Linked DNA regions of Mus musculus: region 1 is linked to region 2. Evidence: chromatin contacts called from public targeted proximity ligation data. All regions are on one chromosome and are shown on one strand. The core of a region is the stretch at or near the end of the contact, and the rest is flanking DNA. Distances in the headings are between cores, read along the strand shown.

Evidence for each region.
Region 1: a targeted proximity ligation map of embryonic fibroblasts shows a contact between it and region 2, with 7 read pairs. A contact is called at or near these places in 10 of 484 Hi-C or Micro-C datasets (the MNK3 cell line, embryonic stem cells, nephron progenitors and 2 more) and 7 of 130 datasets of targeted methods (the G1E-ER4 cell line, the NIH/3T3 cell line, bone marrow-derived macrophages and 3 more).

The regions. Positions count from the first base shown.
Region 1 is chr19:16,554,260-16,561,053 of GRCm38.p6, forward strand. All of the region lies in intron 2 of Gna14 (guanine nucleotide binding protein, alpha 14), which reads left to right. Among named protein-coding and RNA genes, the nearest start is that of Gm41811, 26 kb to the right of the region's middle.
Region 2 is chr19:16,326,489-16,333,699 of GRCm38.p6, forward strand. It overlaps Gnaq (guanine nucleotide binding protein, alpha q polypeptide), which reads left to right. Exons shown (of 7, transcript NM_008139.6): 4 at 5,589-5,717. Among named protein-coding and RNA genes, the nearest start is that of Mir496b, 15 kb to the left of the region's middle.

The DNA of each region.
Region 1 (6,794 bases), core at 3,237-5,736, 230 kb after region 2:
GACCATGGAGACATGGTCCATGAAGTTTCAAAAGAAAACAAACACTCTGTTAAGGACTAGGCTGAAAGCTTTTTGTTTGATATTATTGTGAAGAATCTGACTGTATTTAATCTGCTCAAGTCCTGAGAACTTTAGTGAGGCTGAGTTTAAAAATAATAGAGTAATTTCTTCAATGAAAGAAATTTCAAAGCAGTAATCTTCCAATATACAAATATTCAGGCTGTGGCATGGCTACTTTCCAGCATTCTCTGGGTGTACATTGCAGAAAGAAGAGTGGAGCCAGAGCATCAGCAACTGATAAAGAGAAGCCTCATGCTTGGAAAAATAGGAAATGTATCCTGAAGGTGAGATCTGTGCATGGCTCCCACTGTTAAAAAATGTAAACTTAGGTAAATACAAGAAAGCCCAAAGTGATAATATCACAGAAAGGATTTCCTATTCCCAAGGGAACGCTTAGGGAAGTGAATTAGTAGTTTAGCCACCGAGGTGTTCAGAGGTTACTACTGGTCTGGTCCAAGCAGCAGAGGTTAGCAGTGTTATCCATATGTCTCTGGTTTTCCAGGCATGAAAGATGGAAGTGAAACATGTCACTGAGTCTTGTTGCATGGTTTTAGAGAGCTGCTGAGGTCAGTCGGTGTGTGGCAGGGTTAGAGTTTCTGCACGGACACCTTGAGAGACTACTACATGAACTTATGAAGATAAAGTCCAGATTGCAAACAAGACCTGAGGATGTTAAAGATGCTGGGACCATGAGGCATCTGCTGAGGAAAACTGAAGGCACAGAATGGAGCCAACTCTATGGAGCCATAGAGCTGGAGAGCTGGAGCTACCCAAGCCCTCAGAGCCAAAAGGATTTTTTCATGAGCTCCAGAAGCTAGACACAGAGCTGCATGGTATGCTGCCCTCCACGGTGTGGTCTGTCTGCTCTTGTTGTAATCTGACCATTCGTCATTATGACTCCATCTCTTCCTTTGGAGTGGGGATGCTTAGTCTGTGCCATTGTATATTAGAAGATTATGGTTTTGTTGATTTGTTTGTTTCTTGTAGGCACTAAGAGTTAAGTGATTGCTTCCAGTCTCAGATGGCATATGCACTCAAAGGCATTTAAAGGACATTAAAGCTAAAAACTATGGGAACTCTAAAGCTGGCCTGACTGCATTTTGCATTAATAGATGGCCATGAGCCTAGAAGTCAATGAGTAGAAGCTTATGGATTAAAAGTGTTTTGGTGTCAAGTTAAAAGGGGTACACTTGTGGTGAATGGTTAATATCGATAGTGAATTTTACCAGCTCTAGACTCAGGAGATAATCCTCTGTGAGAGACTATCTAGACTAGGCTAGGGTCTGGGCATGGCTATAAAGGATCATCTAGATTATATTAATAGGTGTGGAAAGACCCGTCTTAACTTCAGGACAAGTAAAAAGGAGGAGGGGAGCCGAGCACCAGTATTCACTGCTCTCTGCTTCCTGTCATCTGATGTGGGACCAGCTGCTTCAAGCTTCCCCCGCCATGCCTCCCCACCATGATGGACTGTACCCAGGCACAGCGGGCCAAAGCCTGTCAGCTCTTTCTCTCCTAAGCTGATTCTTACCACGTATTTTGTCTCAGCAATGGAAAAAGCCAATCTCTCTCTTGCGCCCCTGCCTCCTTCTTTCTCTTCCTCTCCCTTCCCCCCTCCTTCCATCCCTTCCCTATAAATAACAAATTAGAGTAAGCTGTTGGAGCCTCAGGAATCTGTCTCCCTCCAGCTCTCCAATACTAGGATTACAAAGCATCTTCCACCATACCTGTCTCGTTTGTTTGTTTGTTTGTTTGTTTGTTTTTAAAACATCATCTGGGGTTAGACCCCAGGTCCTGTTGCTTGAAAGGCAACCACTTACCGAGCTTACACTCTTTCATCTGGTTATTCCTTTGACAGTGGGCATCAGCCAGTTGAAGCCCTGTCAAACTCTTCATATGTCTCTTACTATTCTGGTTCTTCCAGGCCATTTTGCTGCTCCTTTGCCCTGTCATGAACACAGTCATTTCTCTAAGGAGACTTGGTTCCTTCAACAGAGGGCACGTCAGAATTAATGTCTAAATGAACTGGCTGCTGCTTGGCTGTTTGATATTTCTCCCCTTTACTGTAGGTAGAGATACAAAGACATAAACATGCAGGCATATATGCAACAACACATACGTAATGCATGCTTACACACAAAAATTCATGTACGCATTGTAGATATTTTTATTGAACTAATTTTCCCACCTGGATTTACCTCAGACCATACTTATCTCTCCCATAGGTCACAAGACCTTCACTAAGCAAGCAAGACAATGTCAGATTTATCACCTCCACCGTCACAAACTACTTTAAAATAAAGAGAAGAAACATCATGTTTCCTGATTCTTGGTAGTGCTAAATGTACATTCCAGTTACATTTTCCTCTTTCTTCAGTGTGTATGGAGGCTGGGGCAATGGTAATGATTGATATTGTCAGTAAAGATACAAGGAGGGCAGAGCAAGAGGAATGAGAGAGGAGGCAAGAGATTTGCCAGCATTTGAGATTTTCACATGACTAAACTCACCAAATGAGAGTAAGGATCCCGAGGGAGACAAAACAACGTAGGACAAAACAACAACAACAACCAAACAAAAACCTGTTTTCAAAGATCAAAAAAGGCAGAATATAATTTGTAATTGCTGGAGTAATGCTTTGTTTGCTTCCTAAAGCAAGAAACAGTGTATATACAGTTAGACTCAGTGAAAACTAGGAGAGAGACAGCTGTCTTTTATGAGTCTCAGTAAGGTTCTAGGGGGTGTGGGGGCGGGACTCGGGTGTTCTTGGCTCTGATGGTGACATTTCTCAGTCACGGCATTTGATCCAGCATACATGCTCTACATGGTCGTTCTTTGGAAATGAGGAATTGATTTATTTTTAAAAAGGTTCTCCTGCCTTTGGCAGAGGACCAAAAATCTCTTTCAAGTCATGGAAATAACTTCCTTTTGAGACCTAACCTCTCCCTCACCCCAGCGAGCCATTGGGACCTCGGAGCAGTATAAGCAACAGACGTTCTCCTTGTGACTTCAGTGGGCTCTCTCTTCCTTGCTACAAAGCTCTGTGTCGTGATTTCTAAGGGTAAAGTGAGATGGAAGCCACTGCCATGGTGTGCAGAGGTGCTTTTAAAGACTCGGGTTGTAGTTACGGCTTGAAAACTTGGCGGTCATGTGTCTCCATTCATTCTACTGTTGAGAAGTGGGAATGAGCCTGGGTCCTGTCTTTTCATTTAGAATGTGTTGTCTAAGCTTCAGAACAGGATGTCATGTGACTTATAAGGGTGACATTCCTCTAAGTGCTGTGATGTCAGGATAGGTGAAAAGGAGTCTTGGAGAGGGTGGAAGACAGTGATAGCCCAAGGGAAGAGATCTGCCATGATAAGCCTTAGCTTCATTTCTGCCCTTTGCTGTCCAGCCCGTTGCCTGCCAGCTCCATGGAGCTATTGAGTCCCAGAAAGGCTCCTAGTCTAAAATATGGATGTGTTAAATAAAGTATAAAATATAAACTGCATTTCAAAGACAATATAAACAAAAAAGTTAACACATACATGAATAATTTTTACATCGATTTTCTTTGGAAATTATCTTTTTGATCCATTGGGTTAATTTTTATTCAAATAAATTCCCTTTAATTCTTTATATATTTTTAAATGATTTACTTAAAACATTTTAACCTTTACAAAGGGCTTTCATTATACTTGTATAAGGTAGTTGGTCTAACCTATTTCACATAAAGGAGGAAAAAAATGAGCCAAAGAGATGGCTCATTGGTTAAGAACACAAACGACTCCTCCGTAGGACTGTAATTTAGCTCCTATCACCCCCATGAAGTGCACACCTGCCTATAATGCTCATTCTGAGGGACCTGGTGCCCTCTGCTGGCTTCTGCAAGCACAGCACTCAAATGCATACCATCCCCACCACCGCCCTCCCCCGCAACAAACATCCACAAATGAAGTAAAAAATCCTAAAAACAAAAAACAAACAAACAAAAAGGAAAACGTATTTGTTACTCTGGATCTCTCACCTAGCTAAAAGAAGGGCATTGTTTGGTAGTAATGATGTTTTTATAGAATGATGTATTTCCAAGCCACATACAAAAATAAATAAGGCAGAAATGGTGGTCCTTTCTCTCCCTGTAGTTCTTTCTCTGTTGGGAAACCACATACTGGCTTATGTCCCCCGCCTCTTTTAGATCTTAAGGTTTCTGAGTAACAGTGTGTGACTCAAAATTTGTAGCTTCTTCATTGGTTCATTCATACCCATCCATTTTTAAGATTTTAACATTTTATTTTTAATTCAGACATGGCTGTGTGTTATCACAATGCAAGAATGAATTATGATTTATCCTGCCTCTAAAATTCCTGAGAGCTGGCTGCAGAGACTTAGTGATTTACAATAGGCCTCTAGAAGCCCTCGTCTGAGAGCTGTGCAAACTGTATTTAGGCCAGGAGAAAGACCACTAAGATTTGGCTTGGTTTGGGAGTACTACATAACTAGATGACTCATGATGTTATTCAAAGAGGCTCTGCCAAGTTTATTTAAAGAGGTTTTAAAAACTAATATAAACATTGAAACAGTGTCTGATTCAAGTATCAAGTAAAAAAAAAATTCTCCATCTGAAAATGCCTGCTTACACCTTCACGTATAGGCTGCTCACTAAACCACATCCTTGGCCGGACTTCCCAACAAAGCAAGTGTGCACTATGTATTGATGCTGTATTAGGAGCTTGGCTTACATCAAGGAGAGGGTCCCTGAGACCCTCTTCTTTCAACTCACATCTCTAAATCTACATCTTCTCAGATATCGGTGAGCATGAATGGTCAGGGACTGTTGACTTTTGAGAGCCTTTTATTCCAGAACTCCATAGCTCAGAGTCTACAGCCTCCTCCAGCAGGGGTACTGAAATGAGTGTGGGTTTGATGTATATTGTTTTGTTCTGTGGTGGCAGCAGTATTTCCTTTGGGGGCATACATTTTGTTCTTTTTCTTGCTTAGGAACAGGCTGAAAACTTGGTGATGAGGCTTTGGGGAGCTCCTGCCTCTTAAGGCAGTTCCAAAGGCTGTTGGAAGAACACTCTATGTGGTCTTGTGAGATAGCCAAGCAGGCTGAAATTTTACAAAAAGCAGATTCTCCGTGAGAGCGGGTCCCACACAGTTAAGATGGCGTTTGTGTAGTCTGCAGCAGACAGTCAGATATTTAAGGCTTCAAACAGTGACAGTGTTTATTAGAGCCCGTGAAAAGAATTTCTCACAGAAGGTGGTGAAAAAGATTTATTTCCATTACTCATTACACAAGCTGGAAATTGTTTAAATTCTCAGTTCTCGGCTGGAAACTTAACAAGAGTGGGTGATGAAGCCTGTTCAATGGCTATTCCAAGGCAAGACAGGTAGAGGGATGATAGGATCTTACAAGAGGTCAGCATGCGTGTTTGCTTTGATGCACGGCCCATCTGCTGATGTCTGCGTTGGAATTCTGGCTCTGTGGCCTGTGTAGGAGGGATGCACCTATGCCCTGACTCAGCCAGTCGGATACTATTGTATTCTACAAAGCCTGTTTAGAAATCAGAGTAAGCAAATAGACTCTGGGAAGAGGGACAAGGAGGCAGGGGGACTAGCATTGAGCATTTCCTAAGGTCACTTTTAGAGCTTCCTATTGGCTACTAAGTTAGCTTTTGAAATAATAATTTTTCATGTCCCTCCTTTGTTCACCGTAGAGGCGCTTTTGTCTCCAGCTTATGTTCTTTGCCATCTGCATCACCTTGAGGATCACCTATGAGGCTGCTTTTTATCACAGCTTGATGGGATATGGAGATCAACCCAAGACTGACCTCTAGAACAGGACATTCTGTACTTAATCACTAAATAGAAAATGGGGCTTACACTTCCAGTAAGATGGACTATATATATAGTTCCCCCATTTCTTCAGCTAAGTACAACTCCACACTGTAGACAGTGTGCACAGTACAAAGCTATACAAGTCGTGACAGGTAGAAGGACTACATAAGGAAGACTAGAAGAGACCACGAGATCCAAAGACTCCCTTTCATGAACTCCTAGGGCTGTCCTACTGTCTTATGCACTTTAGACGCAGCTGGAGATGGCAATGATTGGAAGTTCAGCAGGAATAAGGAGCCCCTGGGGGTAGCAAGCTGGCCCCACAGAGCCCGTCTCCATGCAGGGAAGAGTCAGTCCACTAGAGCAGCAGAAAATTGTCATATAGCATAATATTCCAATGTCCATGTTAATAATGTCATATAGCATAATACTCCAATGTCCATGTTAACTGAAAAATCACTCTTTCCATCAGGTGTGGTTCTTACTGTATTCTTGAGTATCCGTTTTCTTTACTCTTATTGTAAATTTTCATACATTTAAAAACATTTTTATGAATTTCATACATGGATACAATATGTGTATATCATAATTTCCCCCCACTATCCCCTTCTAACTCATTCTAGACCCTCCCTAACACATCTCCTTTATTGCATTAAAAAAGTGTCCATCAAGTCTAATTGGTACTCATATAAGTACTGATGCAGGACCATTTACTGGAGCATAGGCAGCCTCCAGGAGCCACACCCTTGAAGAAGATGATTCTCCCTTCCCCAGTGCCCATCAACTGCCAGTAACTTCTCAGCAAAGAGTAGGGTTTCATGTGTCTCTCTCCCATACAGGCTGGGATGTTGGCTGGTTTGATCCTGTGCAGGTCTTGTACAGGTACCCACAGCTGTCCCAAGATCATGAGTCCAATAGC
Region 2 (7,211 bases), core at 2,988-5,487:
AGGCGACCTAGTTTTTGTAACCTTCTTTTTAATAATTAAAAATATGAAGCCTACCCAGCATCATTTTTCTGTGCCACGATTTTATCTTCATATCGAACTTGAACTGCAAATCTGTAACATGGCAGCCTTGCCATGGAGACACTTAATAGGGGTTAAAATCCCCCAGTGCCAAATATCTGCCCAGTGAGCATGCTGTTAATGCCACAAGGCACTGTTTTATCTTGTGTTTAGCTGGGTTTGCATCACATGCCAGAAACTTCTTTTCTTACTTACTACCCACAGGTCCTTTTTTCTTAATGGTGTACTTGCTAAGGTCTGTCTATATGCCTCTAACTTTTTCTTTAAAACTTTTTTTTAAAAAAAGCTAGTTCACTTATATGTTGCCAAATCTTATTCTGGGTTGCTTTCATTTAAAACTGGGAGGGACAATTGAGTTGTTCAAAGTTACTCTTATGCTCACAGTAGCTCAAATTTGCTATGGACAGACAATCATTAAAATTAATGATCACTTAGAATCATATCCCAAGCAAAAAAAAAGTCAAATTTAATTTGATTTGGTCATATTATTTTACCGAAGTCTCAGCTTTACTCTTTACTTTTAATAATTCAAAGCATGGGTATAGCTCCTTTTTTCTAAACTTAAAACTTTATTGTTTACAGCAAGAGATGATCCTGAAGTTAATTGTAACAAGAAAGCAAGCTAGTGGGCGTGGCTGCCTTCATCCACTCATGTATTCAAACATGCTACAGGGAGATGTTTGGGGATTATTACTTGGAATTTTATGATGACTTAACCCAAATAAAATCTTGGGCAAACTCCTTGCATAGCCCATGAATTTATCCAAGAGCTTTCATATCTTTCGCTTCTACCATAAAGCTGTAAGTCTAGTGTGCCATTAAACTCCAGGTGACTCTGTTGCTGTGGGAGAGGAACTGTGAGATTACTTTAGCTCTTTCTTTGCCCTCCCTTCCTTTTACTGAAAACCAACAGAACCCTATATAACTTTGCTCCATTCAGGAGATTCTCTCAGACATGTCTGTTGATCGGGTCAGCCTCCTCGGTTGTCACTGGACTGGATAGAAAGCCAGGGGAGAAGCTGTACCCTGGTGAGTGTGGTTGTACCAGTTACGTCATCCCGTGGACAGGGCTGAAGTCAGGAAGCATATCTCTAAATGAAGTTAAACCAGTGCTGCCCTTCCTCTGTTGTATTGAAATTTGTCAGTCGTTTTAATTCAGAATTTAGTTTTTACATAATGCAGGCGAGCTATGTCCCAGAAGTGTAATCACATAAGGATGGGTAGCTAACAGCCCCTTGGCTCCTGGGCTGGTTCCTAAGGAGTTCTCTACTTGCCTAGCCATTGCGCATTTCTCATAAAATAGTTTTCATTTGAGCAACACACTGAGCGTATGTTCCGTGGCTCCCTGCCGAGTGCTGGTAAAACAGCCACAGAAAAAGCTAGTCATGGACCCTGACCACTGAATCTGAGAGCATGTGGAAGAAGGCTAAATATGTTTAATTAACAAGTTCCAAATTATTTGGTGTCTTAATATAGCAAAAAGTCATCAAAGGCCTATAAGATAGGAGTAAAGAGGACTTAAACAGGCAAACCTACGTTTTCTAAAGCACTCTTAGATGTGGCTTATCTCCCAGATAATTAAGTCCCATGTATACCATGACTTCTTCCTGTCTCTGACATCAAGGAAAGATCTTCCGCCAGCTACCTTTTACACATGCATTGCCTTGGCAATGTGCCTGTGCCATCACCATAGCAACACTCTCAGAATGACCTCAGCAGCCACTCAGAGTCAGTCTTACAAAACAAATTATTTCTATAATTAACTCTCTGAATTTACTCTGTAATATAAATTTGCTTAAGCCCTGGTGCTTCTTTTTAAAAGGTTAAATGAATGGAATAATACAACAGGAACCCACCCACCCCCCATTTTCCATCAGTTTTGCTGAGAATATGAAGTATTTCAGTGGAAAATAAAGAGATTAGATATTACTTTATTCCATCCAAAATGTGGCAGGCACAAATGAGGAGGATATACGTAGTACACTAGAAACCCCACTTCTGGGGCTACAAAGTAAATCCCTTCCCCCAAGCCATTATAAAGTACAAAACTGCCCCGAGCTCTCCTGAGTCCTGCTTGCTAAGCCATGGTGGGACATGAGACGCTGGAGCTGGGGCACGCAGGCACAAGCTGCCCACGGTGGCCTTTCCTGAGCAGTGAGAGATACAGTTCTCAGTTGTCTTTTCTTTTCTGCTTCACAAATTGTGTCTTCAGTATTTCACCTTCTGAGCCATTCCATAGAAAAATAATTATATAGAAAGACTGTGCCTCTTTTGTTTGGTTGGTGAGTTTGTTTGGTTTTGTGTTGCTTTTATTTGGAGGGGGTGTTGGGGATGGTTGGTGTTGGATGTAGGTGTTCTATGCTGCAACTAATAGAAACAGATACTATTCAGCCATTTCCTTTTGCTAAACTACAGTAATTTGACTTTCTACCTCAAATGAAGTGAGCCTTTCCCTTCCCCAGCCCACGGAGACAAAGCCAGACTATCCAGCAAGATCATCCTTACTTTTAACTTAGTCAGAAATATATGGAACATTTTTTTAAATCTACTTATTTTATGTGTATGAGTTTTTTGTCTGTATGTATGTCTGTGCACCATGTACAAGCCTAGTACTGACAACATGACAGAGGAGGGCATCAAGATGCCCTGGAAGTGGAATTAGAGATAGTTATGAGCTGCTATACAGTGACTTAAACCCAGCCCTCTGCTTAATCAATGAGTCATGTCTGTAGTCTGCATGGAACATTTTAAATGACTATTTCCCTGTCATGATGGTGACAATATTGAAATAGAACAAAACTTGGCAAGCAACAAATGTTCAGTGTAAGTAGTTGTTATTCTACATGAGCTGTACAAAGGATGAAGAGGAAAGAGAGTGGTACCCTATGCACAGAGATATGCCACTGTCAGTTTTATAGGGTGGCTGCTGAGCCTTTGCAAGTCACTTTCCAGCTGCAGGTATGTATCCTGACTCCATGTAGCATACACAGTTTTGGGGAGGTTATTGCACTTTTTCCTGATGGAAGAGATGCTGTCAGCACAGTTGAATAGATAAATTCCCACTTTGTGTACTGATTTTTAATATCATCCCTGGAAAACATACATTTGTGCTTGAAAATGGTGCTAGCATTGGGTACTCTTGGTTCATCTTTAAAAAACAAAACCACAATTTCCCTTCATTCCTAGACTGCCACAGAACCGTGTACACAAGAATTAACAGCCCTCTTTTGTGACCTCTCTGTGTGTGACCTCTCTTTGTACATGTGTGCGTGCATACGTGTGTGTGTGTGTGTGTGTGTGTACTCGCGCTTTTGAGTGCGTGGTCATAACTAGAATGGAAGTATATTTCTTAGTTTCATTTTTATCTTGCCACTGTAAATGCAAACTTCTTTGATTTTTCTGAAATTTCTGAGTTCTTGTATATAAAATGATGGTCACATACATTTTAGAATATAAGCTTAAATTTTTCAAATCAAGGATCTGATAAATTAGAAAGTTGTATTTGTCCAGAGTAGCTTCTTGCTTTTGTATCTGATGTGGGCCACATTATCTGTAGAGGAGATATAGTTCTACAGATAATTCTCAGAATGTTAATCCATTAGGTGGCTCTAGGAGTATGCCAAGATTCACTAAAATACAGCTTTACAGTTGTATTCTCCAAGCACCCGCTTTGGTCCCGAGCCAGTTTTATAATAGTTGAAGGTAAGAAGCGAGCTCTTACTGGTCAGTAGAGAGCTCGATTCTGGCTGCAGAAGTGTTGATGTGTCTGGGACACAGCCCTGGAGCATGAACTTGGAGGACTGATACGCTTCCCACAGGGCAGAGATTTTACTTCCTCATTAATGCTGGACTTTACTGCTGTGAGTTCATGAATCATATAGGCGTAACACACACTTCCCTTGTAATATTTCGTTTCACATTTGAGTCTCACTCATTAAGAAACTCCAGTAATAAGAATAACATGATAAAAGCTTTAATGCTTAAACTGAGTCTCTGTATAGGAATTAGAGTCATCAGCCGAGGAGTTTTGTAATTACTGAGTTGTAAATACCATGAACACCAAACATTCAAACTCATTGGATCTTGTTTGTGGTCCTTACCAGCTGAAGGTTTAGTTCCTTCCAGTTCTGTTAATGGCTCCACCTTTTTTCTGCCTCTTCCTCACAGGGTAGTCACTTTGTGGCCATGCCCTTTGAAGCCATCCCTGTGTTCAGGGCCAGGAGAGTATAGTTTCTCTTTGAAATCATAGCAGTGCTTCTCAGAACAATCATCTCTACCTGGCTGTCACCAGATCTGTCAAACTGTGCCATTTGTGACATTACAATTTATGTCCTACACTTTAAGATCCTGGAAAGTGAATGGGAAAGGTTTTGGAAAGGACAGAGTCGTACTGATGGTGAACTGTAATTGCCAGAGGTCAGGTGTGCCAGTGATAACACCAGTCAGGTTCTTGGTGCCAGCTGGAAAGTTCTGTGCCCTGCTTGAGGTGGTGATTACACAGATGTGTATATGTGGCAAAACTTCATAGACTGTGTGTCACACACACACACTCGTATGTGTAATATATGTGTGAATACACATAACTAAGGTCTGTTATGAAGCCGACTGCTCTTCCGAAGGTCCCAAGTTCAAATCCCAGCAACCACATCAACCACATGGTGGCTCACAACCATCCGTAACGAAATCTGGTGCCCTCTTCTGGAGTATCTGAGGACAGCTACAGTGTACTTACATATAATAAATAAATAAAACAAAAAAAAAAAGAAGAAGGAGGAAGATGCTATCATTAAGGGGGAGCCAATTGAAAGATTTATACAAGGAATTCTCTGTGATAGATCGAAGTTTCTTGTAAGTCTAAAATTATTTCAATCAAAAATACAATGTTTGATTCTCCCCACCCCGTGGAAATGCGTAAGTATCATGGTCAGATACATAAAAGTTAGGGTAGGTGACTGTAAAGAAGAGCATCTGACATTAGACATTATTGTTATCATAACTTAAAATCTCATGGCTTTTCAAGAATAACAAATGACTTGGGCTTTGGACATAATTAAAGACATGGTATGATACTGTCTGTCTTCTCTCAGGGGAATGAGGAAACTTCATTCCAGGAAAAGACTGATGTTCTGCAAACAACAGAGAAGATAAATCCTGACCTTACACTCAGCTTTATTATATGGTGGTTTATGCAAATTTACTTTGTATAAATAGTTTAAAACTTTAACTCTTGATTCACCAGCCAAGCCTGCTAAACAAATAGATGTTAGGAGACTCACTGCAGTTTCTTACCAGCTCTCCCTTCTTTTACATGAGTTCAGCTGCTGAGGAAATGGGAATGTGGTAAGTAGGTGACTGGGTGGAGAACCTTTCTCTGAGCAGGGGAAGTGTGGCCTTGCCTGCTTCCTAGCCTGTCACCTTACAGACTTTCCTTTTTCTCTGTGACTCAGTTTTTGCTCTTTCCATGGGATTAGAATGATGGTAACTGACATTCTCATGTCTTCCTCTTCTAGCTATCTGAATGACTTGGACCGTGTAGCCGACCCTTCCTATCTGCCTACACAACAAGACGTGCTTAGAGTTCGAGTCCCCACTACAGGGATCATCGAATACCCCTTTGACTTACAAAGTGTCATTTTCAGGTAGTAACTGAGTTCATTAACACCTTTAAACCCATCAGCTTTGTTTGATTTTGAAATAATGTATCAATGAAAGAGGAAGCAAAAAAAAAACATTCTGGAATTTTCATTTCCATTTAAATTCACAGAAAATTAGTTGCTGGTAGTATATCACATTTACTCAAACTGTATATTAGACAGGAACCACCATGCATGCCTGCCATTGAAAACTTCCATATCGATATTTTCTCCATGTTGTCTGGTACCAATGCAGAATTTCTCAGTACCAGTAAAAAGGTGTGCTGGGGTTTTTTTGTTTGTTTGTTTGTTTTGTTTTTTTTTTTACACAACAAAATGCTTAAGAGTTTTCAAAATTCATGGTTTTAAAAGTAGGGTAATTAACTTAATATAAATTGATATGGCAAAACAAAATGGAAATGTATTATTCCCCTGCTCACTGCTGCTGTTTGTATTGATATTTCAACTGAAACACTTTTTAAGAAGAGAAAAACAACAGTACATTTTCACTTTGCTATTTCAGAGTCACTTAATTATACTTTTAGTTGGAGTACAAACCACTTACTTGGAGCTTTGAGGAAAGGACCCACGAAGCAATGTCTTTGACTTGAATGTTGAATGTTGAATTGTCTCTCCAGAGCCTCCTCGCTGAGGGTGGGCCTGTGCTTGAGGCTCTGAGGCACCTTTTCTGTGGCCCCCTGCCTCATGCCTCTGCCATGGGGCTCAGTTTGACATGTGCTATGCTGTTTCTGCCAAAAAAAAAACTTTTCCTCTCCTCTCCTCTCCTCTCCTCTCCTCTCCTCTCCTCTCCTCTCCTCTCCTCTCCTCTCCTCTCCTCTCCTCTCCTCTCCTCTCCTCCCCTCCCCTTCCCTCCCCTCTCTATTCATTCTTTGCACCTGTAGTGTAATCTTACCCCCACATAATGCTCAAAAGCACATGGCTGTGAAGTAGGTAACACTTTAGAAATACTCTGATTCTTAAATCTGTGATGGGTCTATTAAGATGACCACCAAGGTTCCTGAGGCCAGCATTCTGAGTTACATATTTTGAGCTTATAGCATCTGGATATCCAGATTAACTTACTTTTACAACCATTTTACAGAAATGTTTCAAAAACACATACAGTCCTTGCCGATTTTCACATCTTGGTTGATTTGCAATTTCAAACACTGATGAGTATTTCATTTTACTCTTGACACATTTTGTTGTTCAACACACTAGTGTTAAAGCATACTTTTTGGCACTACAGTGAAAGTAGACTTTATTGTCTAGTTTCTGGCCCTCCTCAGAGGCATAGCACTGAGTCCCTGAAGTAGACTTCCTCGAATAGAACTTCTTTGTAAAATGAGTAGCCCCTTTCCACTCAGTGGTGCTGGGGCGGATCAGCATCTTTATATCTGGTGTCCAGCGCTCACAGAACTCTTGGACCTACTGGTTGGCCTCTTGGGTCTCACTTCTGTACCTTTACAGCCTTTTAGAAATGGTGGTAAGAATGATCCT